Regions from separate parts of the Mus musculus genome. Here region 1 is linked to region 2. A link is a contact called in public promoter capture Hi-C data. All regions are on one chromosome and are shown on one strand. Each heading gives the region's core, a stretch centred on a gene start, on an enhancer-like site or on the middle of the called end of the contact. The rest is flanking DNA. Distances are from core to core; before and after follow the strand shown. Region 1 has its middle 110 kb from the start of Gm22739. Region 2 holds the start of Iyd (iodotyrosine deiodinase).

Evidence for each region. Promoter capture Hi-C pulls out the DNA fragments that hold promoters and counts their contacts.
Region 1: a contact with region 2 is called in a promoter capture Hi-C map of liver, with 4 times the contacts expected there. The contact joins the enhancer-like site here to the promoter of Iyd in region 2. A contact is called at or near these places in 4 of 39 promoter capture datasets (hippocampal neurons, liver and pre-B cells).

What each region holds. Positions count from the first base shown.
Region 1 is chr10:4,588,326-4,591,285 of GRCm38.p6, forward strand. No RefSeq gene overlaps it. Among named protein-coding and RNA genes, the nearest start is that of Gm22739, 110 kb to the left of the region's middle. Within about 2 kb of position 1,491, at least 8 of the 459 cell types and tissues checked have an H3K27ac peak or open chromatin away from gene starts, as enhancers often do. A contact at or near this core is called in liver, where this site is marked.
Region 2 is chr10:3,538,626-3,541,825 of GRCm38.p6, forward strand. Iyd (iodotyrosine deiodinase) reads left to right here and starts at 1,649. Exons shown (of 5, transcript NM_027391.4): 1 at 1,649-1,836. The coding sequence starts at 1,671. It overlaps Gm30033 (a long non-coding RNA gene), which reads left to right. Exons shown (of 3, transcript XR_380041.2): 3 at 839-1,002.

The DNA.
Region 1 (2,960 bases), core at 241-2,740, 1.0 Mb after region 2:
GTGAAGAGACTTGCCTGCAGGTCCTAACTAGGAGGTAGAAGGGCAAGCCTTCAATTTCAGTCTTGCCTGGGTCCCAAGCAAGGCTTGAACTCTGTGCTGGGACTTCATCTGCCAAGCGCCCTATCTCTTCATCCCTTGTCTGCAGAGCTACATGCACTGAGGTGAGAAGCTTCGCAGAGCACAGGGAAGGAAGCACAGTAGCCATAAAGACAGAGTTCAACAAAGCGCTTCAAGATGCTGAACCCCTCTCTAGGAAGGATGGACACCAGATATGGAGAGAGTCACAGGCCTAGCACTTCACAGCTCCCGTTTAAAGCCAGCTGCAGAAGATAGTTGCAAAGGTCTCTACCATGCATTTAGAAAATGAGGAATTTTGTTTATAAGAAAAGAAAATGTGGATAGTTCCCAAGCTTCTCTGAAAAAACCTCCCATGAAATTTTTGTGTAGCTAATAAATTAAGCCATTATTTATTCTGTGTAATGGAATGCATGCCTGGATTGTGACTCAAGAGACTCCTTTGGAGGAATGGCCAGGTCCTAGGCTCAGGGCAACATCAGTGAATGGAGTCTCTGATGCCACAGGAGCCCCAGTGTTCTGATCTGTTAGAGAGCTCTGGCTGCTCCATCCTTCGACAGCTTGCACTTCTTCCCAGGTGCCTCAGCCTTCTTTTTGGCGTTTTATTCAGTTCCACGTGGGAACAGAAGTAGAGGGTTTTATTCATGATCAAGATTCAAGGTGTCTGAGGTTGTGTTGAAAAGAGGTGGTTTAGAAATAAATTAATAATTAATGGCCTATGGATCTCAGTGTGCCTTGGCATTTATTTTGAAACCTACTTACCTGACCATTACTTTTATTCCAAAATCCTTCGTGGACACCAGGATCTTTCAGTGTGTTTAGTAGGAACTCAACTTGTATTGATCAAATTTAATTTTTAAGAAAGGATTGGTATCTTCTCTTTCAAATTCTAAAGTTTCGATCTGTCTGCCTGCTTCTCTGTCTATCTATCTATCTATCTATCTATCTATCTATCTATCTATCTATCTATCTATCCATCTATCATCTATTCATGTGTGTGTGTGTATGTGTGTGTGTGCCTGCATGGAAGATATGATACAGATATGACTGTGAGCTATCAGAGGCTAGCAGAAGATGTTTGGTTCCAGGAAGCTGGAGCTAAGGTGTTTTCAGGATACCTTTCTTGTGCTCGGATCTGAATTCAAGAATTTACGATTGTGTGAGGAGGCTCTTAAGAGCTGTGTCATCTTTCTATCTCTTGGTTTCAACTTTTAAAAACTGTTTCAAAGGATTATTTCTGTCTAGAGTTCTAAACACACCAGGTGATGGCCTTCTGCTTGGCAGAGGTTCAGGGTGGCACAGTTATGCATGCTGGAGAGGGAGCATCCGATTCCTTTTGACAGTCACTGCCTGTAATAACTGGAACATCTGTGCAGTTCCTTTGGATCATTAAGCAGCCCTTGACCTGGAGATGACGTCTGTCCTCTTGCTCTGTTCTGCTCATATCCAACTGGAGTTCCCACTGCGTTCCTGGAACTGGGCTGAGCTGGTTGTGGCCACAGAAGCACGACTCATGTCCAGAGAGATGGCAATGTTGCTGGAGGAACAAAAAACAAAAAAAACAAAAAACAAAAAAACAAGCCAGAAGCCTTATTTACCTATAGAGCAACCAGGGACCAATACAGAATTCAAGTTCTTATTTCAGTGCTTAAGACTGAGGTGAAAACAAACACTCTTTACCATGGATAACTCAGAAATAGGGCTCTGGGCAACAGACAGACAGCAAATGGAGTGAATTTGAAACTAAACTACTGTCCCATTTCAGTTCTGCTTGATACAGGCTTCTTCTTTTTTGTTCTTTTTTCCGCAGTGGGTACTTTTGTCTAGGACCCCATTCTTGAGGGATTCCGTGAGGGTTATGGGATGCACATCAGCAATTGCCCCCACCCTCTGCATTATACCCTCTGTTGCTGTACCAGTTGCATGGCACACTTGCTGAGTGATTCAAGTTATCATGATCAGAAGCAAAACAACCGACAAGCAATAGCGACCCGAGAGGGTGGCGTGACTTAGAAGTCAGGAAGTGTAGGTCCTGGGGAGGAAAACCTTTCTGGATTGTGGGATATACTGAAAATGCATGTTTCCACCAGAAGGAAGTGGACACAGGAGAGAGGAGGTGAATATGCTGTAAGAGCTGACGAGCCATGTCTCCCCATGTCATGCTTTGGTGCGAGATGCTCCCACTGGCTCATGTGTTTGAACTTCTGATCCCAGCTCTTAGGGTGTGGCCTTGTTGGAGGAAGTGGTCATTGGAGGTGGGGAGGACTAACGGTTTTATAGAATGTCCTTGCTTCTCATCTGAGCTCTGCTTCCTGCTTCCTGGTATGCAAAGAAGTGGAATACCAGAACACTCTGCCACCGTGGCATCAAGCTGCCTGTGGCCTTCCTCACAGTGAAGGACCATATTCCTTGTGAGTGTGAGCCAAAGCTTTCCTCCCTTAAGTTACATTAGCCAGTTATTTTTTATCATGGCAACAAGGAAAACAAATGAAACACAACCAAATGCATTACATTTTCAGGTAAATTACAGACCTGAAGTAACTCTGTAATACTGACCTAACTTCTAAATTATTATCTGCAATAACATTCCCAGTCGTTTATAGAAAAATGATCAAGGGAGACGTAACTACTAAAATCACGCTGGATATGATATGGATGAAGCCTCAGATAACATGGAAAGGCGAGTTTGCGTTTGGGAGAGACACTTCTCAGCACAGATTTATCTCTGATAGAATGACCTGCCAAAATCTTGAGCTGCAGTTCAGCCCATCTGATAAAGGTCACTGACTGGACACCAGACAAGCCAATACTCGCAGCACCTGCCTGACCAAAAAAAAAAAAAAATTCAAAGAACACTCTCCTCTCAGAGCTTAAACACCAATAAA
Region 2 (3,200 bases), core at 399-2,898:
TAGAGGTACTAAGAGAAGAGAGGGCCCATCCTCAGATCAGCTACACGGTGTTCTGTGACCCTATGGCACAGATCCTGTTCCTCAAGGGAAGCCACATTGTTCCTGTACAAGTGTACATTACATTGGCAGCTGAAGCATTGTTCTGTACCGACACTATCAGAAGCTGGAGGCCTGGTCACTGAGGAGGTGTTAGGGTTAGAGGAAGCTCACTGGGTCCAGCGCAGGTGAAAATTGGCGGAATTCACAGGGCCCACCCTCCCCCTCCCCTGTACTCTGAGACCTGCAGATGCACCAGGTCGGGAACTTGGGTGGGTTTCAAATTCTAGAGTCAAAGTTTCTTCCCTCTGGAAGCCTTGTCTGATCTCCACACTGCTCTGCCCATCCTGCTGCTGTTACAGCTGCCAGACTTCTTGCCCCTGCACTGTGCTTTTTTAAAAATCTCTTTTCGGTGAGCTCCCAGAGCTGAGTGTGAACCTTGGCAGCCAGGCAGCAATGTCTCTTGTACTAGCACATAAAATCCTTGTCCCAGCTTTCCCCTGTTACCCAGGCAGGCTCAACACCGCAGGATCTTAGCTAAGAATTCTAGTCCACACTGCAGACGTACCCAGCATGGACTCAGGCTGCTTATGTCCCATTTATCTTCTAATGGCTTTGGCATGTCATTTGACCTATTCATGCCTCATTCATATGAGTGAAAATGGGAGCAGTAGCGGGATCTATGACATGAGGTTTTGGGGAGCACCTGTGATTTAGTACGTGGAATATGGAGGAGCCACAAGGGAAGCTTTCTGTGAGTAATGGTTCTCTCTCCCATCCTTCCTTCCTCCCTCATCCCCAGCTGTGAGAACAATACAAGCGAGGAGGAACAAAACCTGCTGGTCCCCGGGGCTTGGACATCTCAACCTCTGGAACTGTGAGACACGTGTTTCTGTTATTTATGTCACTCAACCAATGACATTTGTGTTCTGACAGCCTGAACAACAGAGGCATAGGCAAAGATAAAAACTAAGACAAAAAACAAAAAGCCTCAAGCTTAGATATAGTCATTTCAAACTGTTTGCATCACTTTTTCCAGATTAAAATCTTTCTTTAATGTAAAACATAGCCTTTCTTCTCTGTTGCATATGTTGGCATGGCTGTTAATTTTTTTTTTTACAGCCTCAGGGCAGTGCCTCTTACATATGTTGTTAAAAATGCACGTTGACAGCCTCTTTCTGGAAATTATCTTTCAGGATATCAGAACCTACATTTATAAATCTGCCCTTTTAAAAAATTAGCTCTCTGGGCAATTCCTAGCTTCAGGCAGTTGAAGATGCTTTGAGAGAATAGTTAAATAGGAGAAAGGTCAAATGCTTTTTTTCTTTAAAACCACCACCAGCAATGTAGCACATTACAGTGCTTAATGCACCCCATGGTCATTGATGTCTGAAAATATACTGATCAAGTGCACAGTTTTAAAATTGCATGCGTCAGAGCAGGACCAATCCCACACGCACCCAACTGTGAGCTTTGCTCCTTTGCAAAGTCCTCACGGAGTCTGAGTTTGTACTTTGCTCCCTCCCTGGCACTCCTCCCCGTTTCTACATCTACTCCCAGCATTCCCTGCTTCCATCTGTTTGTATAAATGCCAGTGTGGGAAAGCGCACACATTCCAGGTCGGACTTCAGACCATGTTTCTCCTCACCCCAGTCTTGGTAGCAGTTGTCTGTATCTTGGTTGTATGGGTCTTTAAAAATGCCGACAGGAACCTAGAGAAAAAGAAGGAGGAGGCTCAAGTTCAGCCCTGGGTGGATGAAGACTTGAAAGACAGCACAGAAGACCTTCAAGTGGAAGAAGGTAACAACCCCTGCGGTGCCCAGGGCTTTGCCCTGCATGTGTTTGCGATGGTGCGAACTGATGCCCAGGATTCAGAGAGCAAGCCATGCTGGCAAACCTTCGCTTCTGTTGTGAAAACAGAACAGTGTATAGCAAGGATGGTCATCTCAGGGCACTTGCCGGTACCAGCCTCTACCCAGTCCGAAGTCATGGAAGCTAAGATCTCTCCCAGCCCAGATCCTCTGCAGGTCAACACCTTCTGTCTCAGGGGTGGGGGTGGAGGCAGAGTCTCTGTACAGAGTGACAGCGAGCATGGCCAGGTTTTGATTAGGAATGCTGAAACTGAGAACGTGACCCGTCTAGGGATTGGGTACTTTCTCTTATGCCAGGCCCTGTGCCTTAGAGACAGGAGTGGCCCATGCCCAGCAAGAAAAGGGTCCGGTTTAGGGAATGAGGTAAAATAAGGAAACGGACAAGCCCTGTGGAACTAGTATAAGGTGTTTAGGAAAGGCTTGGGGGTCTGCTGGGGCATTGGGAAAGAGCAAAGCTGACCCGAGGGTAGAGGTGTGAGCAGCAGGGGCAAGCTGTGTCAGGAGGCGCACAAAGCCAGCACCCATGTTCTAATGCCTAGGAGCGATTCCTGGAAGGTGAAAGATGTGCAGACGGAGAAGTGAGGCAGAGAGGGCTGGCTGTGGCTGGCATGAGACCAGTGCTTGTCAGCCTTCCCAATGCTGCAACTCTTTAATACGGTTCCTCACATTAGAGTGATTTGCGACTGTAAAATTACTTTCGCTGATATGTTTATAAGTGTAATCTTGTTAGCGTTATGAATTGTAATGTAAATATCTGATATGCAGGGTATCTGGTCCCACTTGGGAAGTACTTCCCTTACCACAGAGAAGCACTGTCCTTAACCCCGACATCTGTTCTAAGGTTTGATGAGCAATGCTTTGGTGGGAGGGTAGTGGATGCCCAAGTCACAGTGAAGAGCATCAGATTTTAGATATTGGGGAAGATGGAGGGAGTGGCTGAGTCACTGTCATCCATGGACAAGGGCAGAAAGATCCAATTTAGGGGACACTGTAAGGGTGTGCTGCATTTATCATATTCATGATGTTAAATAAAACAATGGTCAGAACACATCAACTTGAGGAGGTACTCAGAGATTAGAGAAATAATCACCAAGTGGGTACTGTGAGAGAGAAGACTGAGGACAGAACTTGGGAGACACCTGAAGAGAAGAGGGACATGGTAGAGAGATATGCTACAGAAAGAAGATGACATGGTTGAAGAGTCTTGAGGACCACAACACACTCACATAGCATGCAGTGGACCCAGCTGGTGACACATCATATAGAGTAAGCCCTTCGTCTTCATGGTAATAC